Linked DNA regions of Mus musculus: region 1 is linked to region 2. The links are chromatin contacts, called in public HiChIP or PLAC-seq maps. All regions are on one chromosome and are shown on one strand. Each heading gives the region's core, a stretch centred on a gene start, on an enhancer-like site or on the middle of the called end of the contact. The rest is flanking DNA. Distances are from core to core; before and after follow the strand shown. Region 1 holds the start of Rab12 (RAB12, member RAS oncogene family). Region 2 overlaps Mtcl1 (microtubule crosslinking factor 1).

Evidence for each region. HiChIP or PLAC-seq counts read pairs in DNA pulled down with a chosen protein or histone mark.
Region 1: a contact with region 2 is called in an HNF4G HiChIP or PLAC-seq map of pancreatic cancer cells. The contact joins the promoter of Rab12 here to the enhancer-like site in region 2. A contact is called at or near these places in 1 of 15 datasets of contacts at CTCF or cohesin (the NIH/3T3 cell line), 1 of 484 Hi-C or Micro-C datasets (nephron progenitors) and 3 of 115 datasets of contacts at active chromatin or transcription factors (embryonic stem cells, large pre-B cells and pancreatic cancer cells).

What each region holds. Positions count from the first base shown.
Region 1 is chr17:66,518,043-66,521,704 of GRCm38.p6, forward strand. It overlaps Rab12 (RAB12, member RAS oncogene family), which reads right to left and starts at 1,628. Exons shown (of 6, transcript NM_024448.2): 1 at 1,306-1,628. The coding sequence starts at 1,528. Gm41608 (a long non-coding RNA gene) reads left to right here. Exons shown (of 3, transcript XR_876914.3): 1 at 1-903.
Region 2 is chr17:66,350,224-66,354,090 of GRCm38.p6, forward strand. The region is part of intron 10 of Mtcl1 (microtubule crosslinking factor 1); the gene reads right to left. Among named protein-coding and RNA genes, the nearest start is that of Mtcl1, 98 kb to the right of the region's middle. Within about 2 kb of position 2,243, at least 88 of the 459 cell types and tissues checked have an H3K27ac peak or open chromatin away from gene starts, as enhancers often do. A contact at or near this core is called in the NIH/3T3 cell line and pancreatic cancer cells, where this site is marked.

The DNA of each region.
Region 1 (3,662 bases), core at 378-2,877, 170 kb after region 2:
ATGGTCTGTTAAAAAAAAAAAAAAAAAGGCATGAAGGGGCATAATCAAAAAGGAAATTTAAGTCAGTGTGAAAACTGGAGGTTTAATTTTCCGGTCTAAGTACTTAGAACCGTGGTAGTTTTGTTACCCGGCAACTTACCAATTACGACCTAAAGAGAGTCCCTGAAATTCTCTACAGAATTCTCATCTCAAAACGGGAACCATCAATGGTTACAACGGAAAATATGTGCACCAGTGTTTAGCTTTTCAAACCTCCAAGCTGAGATTTTGTTTGTTTTGAGACAGGGTCTCTCTGCATAGCCCTGGCTGTCCTGGAACTCACTGTGTAGACAGACCAGGCTGGCCTCGAAATCAGAGATCCACCTTCCTCTCCTTGGGGCTAGGATTCAGGGAGAACGCTAGATTTTTTGTCACTCTGTCCAGTCCCTCCTGCTCACCCCCTTTTTCTATAAGCCACCCCAAATGAGAGTTTTCCAGGTAGCTTTTCCATGGTCACAACTGTTTCCCATAACCCCAACAAACCTCTATGTCAAGCCCTGTCAATCCAGTGTCACTAAAAACATTCCCTTGCAGTTTCAAACCCAGATCCCGAGGAAGGTAACAGGAGCGTTACCTATGGATTTCCCGGTAATTCACCGACCTCGGGTGGGTGCCGGGAAATCGCCCTTACTTTGCCCGCCTATCCACCCGGTTATTTGAGGTCAAGGATAAACACAGCTGAAATCCCTTTGCCCTACATTTGTGCACAGAACAAGAAAGAAACCCGAGTGTAGCTTTAGCGCGAACTGTCTCTGCAACAAACTTCTTTTCTGTAAACCACGAAAATAGACAGAAAATGAGAAAGCAAACCTTGGTCCATCCCTCCAGCCTGCAAAGCTGCGAGGTCCGGACCCATTTAAGATGGTGAGTAACCCCGGGGCACTGCACTGGTGGGTGGCCTTCAGCTCTACTTTCGGTTCACAAAGCCGTTTTCCTGGGTGAGCAGGAGTAACGGACCGGGAGTTTCCGCGGATGCATCACCCGGACCTCATGACTGGTGAAGGCTCCGGGAGGGAATGTTTGGGCTTCGGGGGTCCGACACCCGCGGAAAGGCCACGGAAAAGCTCGGTCTGGCCACAAGAGAGGGTCGGGCTTCCACGGAGACCTGGGCTGTGCGCGGCTCGGATGCCAGATGTGCCCACGGCGGGTATGCCCGGGCATCCGTAGGATGATTCGTTGAGGCCCTGGGAGAGGGTCAGAGCTTCCATGGGGACAGGGACCGGGCCCCGACCTCCCCCAGGCCCACCCGCCACAGGCCCGGCGTACCCACGGTGGACTTGCAGGCCTCGCAGAACGTGTCGTCGGTGAAGCGCTCCATCAGGCTGGTCTTGCCCACGCCGCGGGAGCCGATGATGATGACCTGCAGCTTGAAGTCGGCCGGCCTGGGGGGCTGCTTCCTCCGGCGGGCCTGGCCGCCCGACAGCGCCGGGGAGACCGCGCCCAGGCTGCCGCCCGCGGGCCGCCGGTGCAGCGCGGCGCTGGGATCCATGCACGCATACGGCTCGCGCTCGGGCCGCCGTCCGCGCGCCCCGGGCCCCCGCGCACCCTCCACCCGCTCCGCGCTACCGCCGCCGCCGCCGCCGCCGGGAGTAGAGGAAGGGAAGCAGCTTCTCCGCAGCAGCGGTAGCAGCATCCCGGACCGGGAGGGGCAGGAAGCGCAGGCGCGGCGCCACGCGGGACTGGAGCCCGCCCCCTGTCGGTCGGAGGACCGAGCCGTGCGCTCCGCTCCGTGGGGTGTATGTTATGTGTGGGTCGCTCTCCGTCACCCCTGTTCCCTCGGCCCTCCCCACTCGGCGCACTTTCACTCGTGGTTTATCCTCATCGTGCACCGTTCCCAAGAACCACACACTTCTTTTTAGCAGCCCGTCCCAAACGTGTCTCAAAGTGCATATAGCCTGTGATCATCTTCCAGAATTTAGGGTGTTTGGGTGCTGGGGGTCTCGGTCTGGCCCACGCGGGGTTAGGGTGTGAACGCCACTTTGGAGGAAGCCCACGTACCCTGGCAGGGCCGCACCTCTGCGTGCACTTTTCCTGTGGGGCCCCGAGGAATCAGCTATCTTAAATGGATCTTAAAAGTCTTCCTCAGACTTACAGTTCGTAAAATTCAGTGAGTGACATGCACCTTAGGGGAAGCCAGCAGGTAAAAACTCAGATGACAAGCGACCTAAACTCCGAAGGTTTAGGTACTGACTTGGGTGTGTTATTTTGCCATTTCTACTTGAAAGTATTTACGGCTACAGAAGCTTGCCAGGGATTTATTTAGCAAATTCCTTTGCGTGAACTTGAGCACCTCGGAACACAGGGTTCTAAACATGATAGGAGCTGGCATGCTTGCGAAGAATGATCACATTACTCACCAAATTTCAGCCGTATTTAGAGCTAAGTTTACTAATACATAGCGCATGCGTTTGTTTTGCCATGGATGCACAGTTGAAGAAATCACATTATTTTGCAAAAGTAATCCCAATTGGATTTTTAAAAATGTTATAGCCTATTCTAAATTATCGTTCTTTTTTTCTTGGCGGTACTGGGGATGGAACCTAGAGGCTCACATGGGAATGAATGAAAAGACTCTTTTCATCTATCACTGTTGCAAAAACGTCAATACAAAAGAACAACAAAACAATAAGCCATACACCCTGTTGCAGACTCCAAAGGATGATATAAATGCAAGGTATTCAACTGTTCCTAGTAGGCAGGTGACTCTGCATAACTTGTAAGGTTAAAGACCCTGGCATCCAAAATAGTATCTCTTCCCCCATAGGCAGGTCTATAATGTACCAGAATAGTGGATGTCTTAAATGGGGGAGTTTGGAAAGAAATCCACAGGACTCGGGTTCCATGCTTGTTTGCGTCTTTAAGCCAATTATCAAGGTTACTCCAGGATGCTTCAGCACTTTGGCACATACCAGAAAGCCAGTATTACAGGGACGAATGAATGAATGAATGTGAACAAAGTCATCACAGATAACTATATAAAGAAAGGTGGCTGACTTTGTGCTCGTTCTTAAGCCCCAGACTGTGTAATAAAAGGGGTGCTCTCATATCCTGCCTTACAATTATTCCCCCATCATGCCAAAGGGCCTCCAGTTGATAGTACTTTAGCTCACATGGAAAAAGCCTGATCCAGAAGAGTGAGAACAGAACCCAGGGGCTCCCCTGTAGAAAAGGTAGAAGCTGAAGAAGAAACTCTAGGGAGGTCCGAGAGATCGGGAGACAGCACAACCATGGAAAACAAGGGTTTGTATTTCACAAAGTGGGGAATTATCAAAAGACCCTCTGGTTGTACCATTTGTACTTTGGTGAATACTTTTAAAATATATTTATTTTAATAGACAGATATAGCTATGCATACTAACAGAGAACCATGGCGGTACCATTTTGATGCATACACCATTAATATTTAAATAATATTTAAATCAGATCTAATTAAAATAATTAAACATATATCATGGGACATTTGTTCTATCTTCATGGTAAAAACACTGAAAGTCCTTGACTTTAGCTTTTGAAATGAATAGTATACTGCCACCTATAACCAATGTACTGTGCAATGATATGTCAGGGACTTTCAGCTCTGGCCATACTATTAATATGACTTTGTACTCATTGATCAACCTCTG
Region 2 (3,867 bases), core at 993-3,492:
GCTGGGAAGCCGCAAATGTGCGCCGAGGGTGTGTGTGAGGAGACGACTAAAGAGGAGAGCTATGAGCAGACGCGCTCTAACTCAGTAAAGTGGAACTTCAAAAATAAACCCGGGCGGCCAGCAGTAGTTCGCACTGGGGCTGCTGAGTGTCAGGTTTCCTTAAAATTAAAAAAAAAAAAAAATAGCCATGAGCCAAAGCGGCCAGAGCTGGCAGTCCCTGCTGCTGAGATGCCTGCGTGCTGCTGTAATGGTATCATGGGTCCTTTAGTGGGTAGGGTTTTCCAGGGCTGAGTACCTATTGTACTTTCAACCTATGGCAGAACAACAGTTAATACAAACAGAACATTTAACAGGTTCTATGCCGAATGATTAAGGACAGCAAAATCTCAAGACTGTCACCTCACAATCGGGTGAGAAGAAGGTCACCCCTTGAACAGGTTTTAGAGGGTGAGCCGGCTGCTCAGGTTCTGAAGGTAGCTGACTTAGCTCCCTAAGTACATGAATAGATACGCTCTGTGGCTGAGACCTGGGAGCTGATGGGCCCTATGGGGAGATCTAGTGTGACTACATAAACGCTAACTACCCCCCAGTCAAAAGTGAATTGAGATGAGAGTTCTTCTGCTAGGATAGATGAGGCACGCTGAGTGACCCTAGCCACGTTCTGACAGATGTTCGTCATAAGCACCGCCTCACGCGGTGTAGAAATTATTCGGGAGTTTAACGACACTGGAAAAGCATGAAGCATATGTTCTGCAAGTGGAAAATGGATTTAGTGCCACTTCTTTGTCCATATCAAGTTATCACAGCCAAGGTTATACGGCTTCCCAAGGAGTCAGATATCAAGTGGGAGCTGTGAGGGATATTCAGTTACATATTGGCTTCATCTATGGAATGTACAGCTAGACATTAAACCAGCAAGCAACTGGGGGAGCCATGAAACCAGTGCGTGCTTCCACTTGTACATAGATCTCTGTAGGCTCTCACCTGAGCCGACGTCCTCCTTCAGATAATACTTATGGCTACTGTATGAATTTTCAAATAGGGCATTGAAATTACAAAACCCTTGAAGATGCTGAGTACTTTGATGGAAATTAGATCCATTTCTGAGAGCCGCATCTCTATGTGTGCAGCATCCTTTCATCATGGGCCCCTCTGATAAACAGGGAAATCCTGCCCAGATGCTGGGGTCTACAGAACAGGTGTGAGGGACGGCCAGGCGGACGCTACAACACCTAAGACACAGAAATGAAGCTCAGCTCTTGGTCCTTGTTATCACCCCCCCAAAATAGTCTCAAAGTGAGGTGGACAGCTCAGCCCCAGGTCACTTCAGATACTGAGTGTCATCAGATGTGTCTGGCCAAGGTTTTCTTTGCTAGAAATTCCTCATTCCCCAAAGAAAAACAAAAGCCTGAGATGCCCGCCGAATTCATGGCAAGTGTGACTTTCAAAGCTGAAGAGGCCTGGGACAGGATCAACAAGCAGCAATGACTAGACAAGGGGATCCTCAAAGGCCCATGACAGGGAACATGATGGCCTCACTGGGGTAGAGCAGGGACACCCAAGGTGAGCACTGCAAAGCGGTGGCTGGGAATGAAGGCCCCTAGGGCCAGGCTGCTGCGGGTTACCTGTTGTTTTCTGAGAGATGAAACACGGCCTCTCAGAGGGAATAGAAAGCTTCAAGCGACACACAAGGTCCAGGAAGCACAGGGAATGAGAAGAGCCACTGAGAGTCTTCCCCCAAAGTTACATAAACACTAACAGTTGGGGAATAAGAAGGCCCCAGTTGGCTGAGCTGTCTGCAGTTTGTGTACCATAGGTACGTACGACCTCACAAATCACGTGCTGCGGTGGGGCTTTTCAGTGAGGTACCCTCCTGCTAGCCACCAGGCTCCTATAAGTAATCCCTCATCCATGGTCCTGTAAGTACCCCAAATAAGCCCAATGGTTTGCTAAACTAGATTTGGGTTGGAATTATCCCTTGATCTGTATTCAGAACTCCATCTGGGGCAGAGACATCTGTTCATGTCTCCTAAGAAAAAGTCAAGTTGGGTGTGATAAATTGGTGTTTATTTTATAAGAATACATGCTACTGTTAGCTCCGAATTTCCGCCTTGAGGCAGACCCACTCAACAGAGCACAGATGCGAGGCACAATCTGGCAGGTCCTTCACAGGGCTGTATTTCCAAACCAAACAGGAAGCGGTGACTTTCCTCTTGGTAGTATTTGGAGAATTTTGAAGTGGAGCCATATCAAATATTAGCAAGGTGACTCACTGGTGATCAGCGGGGACAGCCTCCGCTCCTTCAGTCTGTAGTGCTCTTTCTCCTTCCCTTTCTACTGTTTCTGAGTCAAAGGTTCTGGGTCATTTCTAAGTCACTTAGTGCTTCCTGGGTCCCATTTAAAATTTCCATGCAAATTTAAACTCAAATTCACCTCCATTAAACTTTAGCATAGGAACCGTGCCGTAGCTAAGCATACTTAGCAGAGCATACTTTTCAAAAGGTCCTCTTATTAGCACGGGCTGAGTGAGTACTTATAATGGAGTCATGATCCCCTTTATCCGAGTTACTGTTTCTAACTGACTGATATCTCTTGAGGCTTTTCGCATTTATAAGAATGATGGATTGAAAGAAGCAAGGTTATCTGTGGGCTGAGAAATCTAGCCACTGAGGAATTCTAAAACCTCCGCTCAGTGTGACGTGAAAACCTGAATTTCTCACATCGCTCCGGGCCTACTGCAGCTACTTCAGCTGCACCAACCGTGCGCAATGCGGAGAGCAATCATTCAGGCTGCGGGAAAGCAACTCCCTCTGCTCTCCCCACATCCGTCTGAGTTTGTTTACCGGAAGATGATGAGCTACCAGATAACTCCCTTGGTTCTGGTCCTATCTAATCACGGCTCAGCAATACCCACAGCAGGAGCAATCACCAGCAGACAGTGGCTTCTAACTCGGTTTGGTAATTACTTCGCTAATGGTAACAATTCCGTTCAGGCTGCAGCCATCTCCGCGGCTTCCGTAGCCATCTTAAGAGAGTACTCTGGGGAAAAATTCCCTGAAGGCAACCTGAAATAACTTCCCCTTTCAAGTTTAATCTCCAAATCCCTTTAAAAGGTCACTCCCCAGCCCCTGCACATGCATACAAAGAAAAGTCTACTACCATCTCTGCAATGAAAGGTGTGTGTGCTGTTAGGGTGTAATGAATAACCTTAATTGCTAACCTCACTGGATTGAGAAATACCTACATTACGTAATACTGACCTGGGAGTGTCCACGGTGGCCTTTCAACTAATTACATCCTTGGGGCTCTGACCTAATGAATGAATGAATGAATTCCTAGGCAAATTCATAGTTGATGGTATTACTGGGAGGTGGTGGAAGGTAAGAGGTGGGGTCCTGCTGGATGAAGCAGGTCCGTGGGGCCGTGGCCTTGTCCTGTCCTTCTTCTCGACTGCTCTGTGTGCTTCCTGTCCACCATGAGATGAAGGCCCTCCTCTGTCCTGCGCTTTAACCACCACATACGGTCCAAGCCCAGCACCAAGCAACCATCAACTGACCCAAAGCTGATCACATCCTTGTTTTCATGGGTCTTCAGGGCACAACTACACAAAAGTAATACATGGATCCCAGGACCAAGATCTCTACTGTGGGAGGCATTGCATTTCTCACTCTTCCTCTGGATTCTCTCAATAGAATGCAGATGACAGCAACAATCTCCTTTCTTTATGTTACTGGGCTGAGAACTATCTATGAGCTGCGCTGTGCTCTGGGGCTGTGCAGTGCTCTGGGGCCGCGGTGCACTCTGGGGCTGTGCTGTGCTCTGGGGCCGCGGTGCACTCTGGGGCTGTGCTGTGCTCTGGGGCTGCGG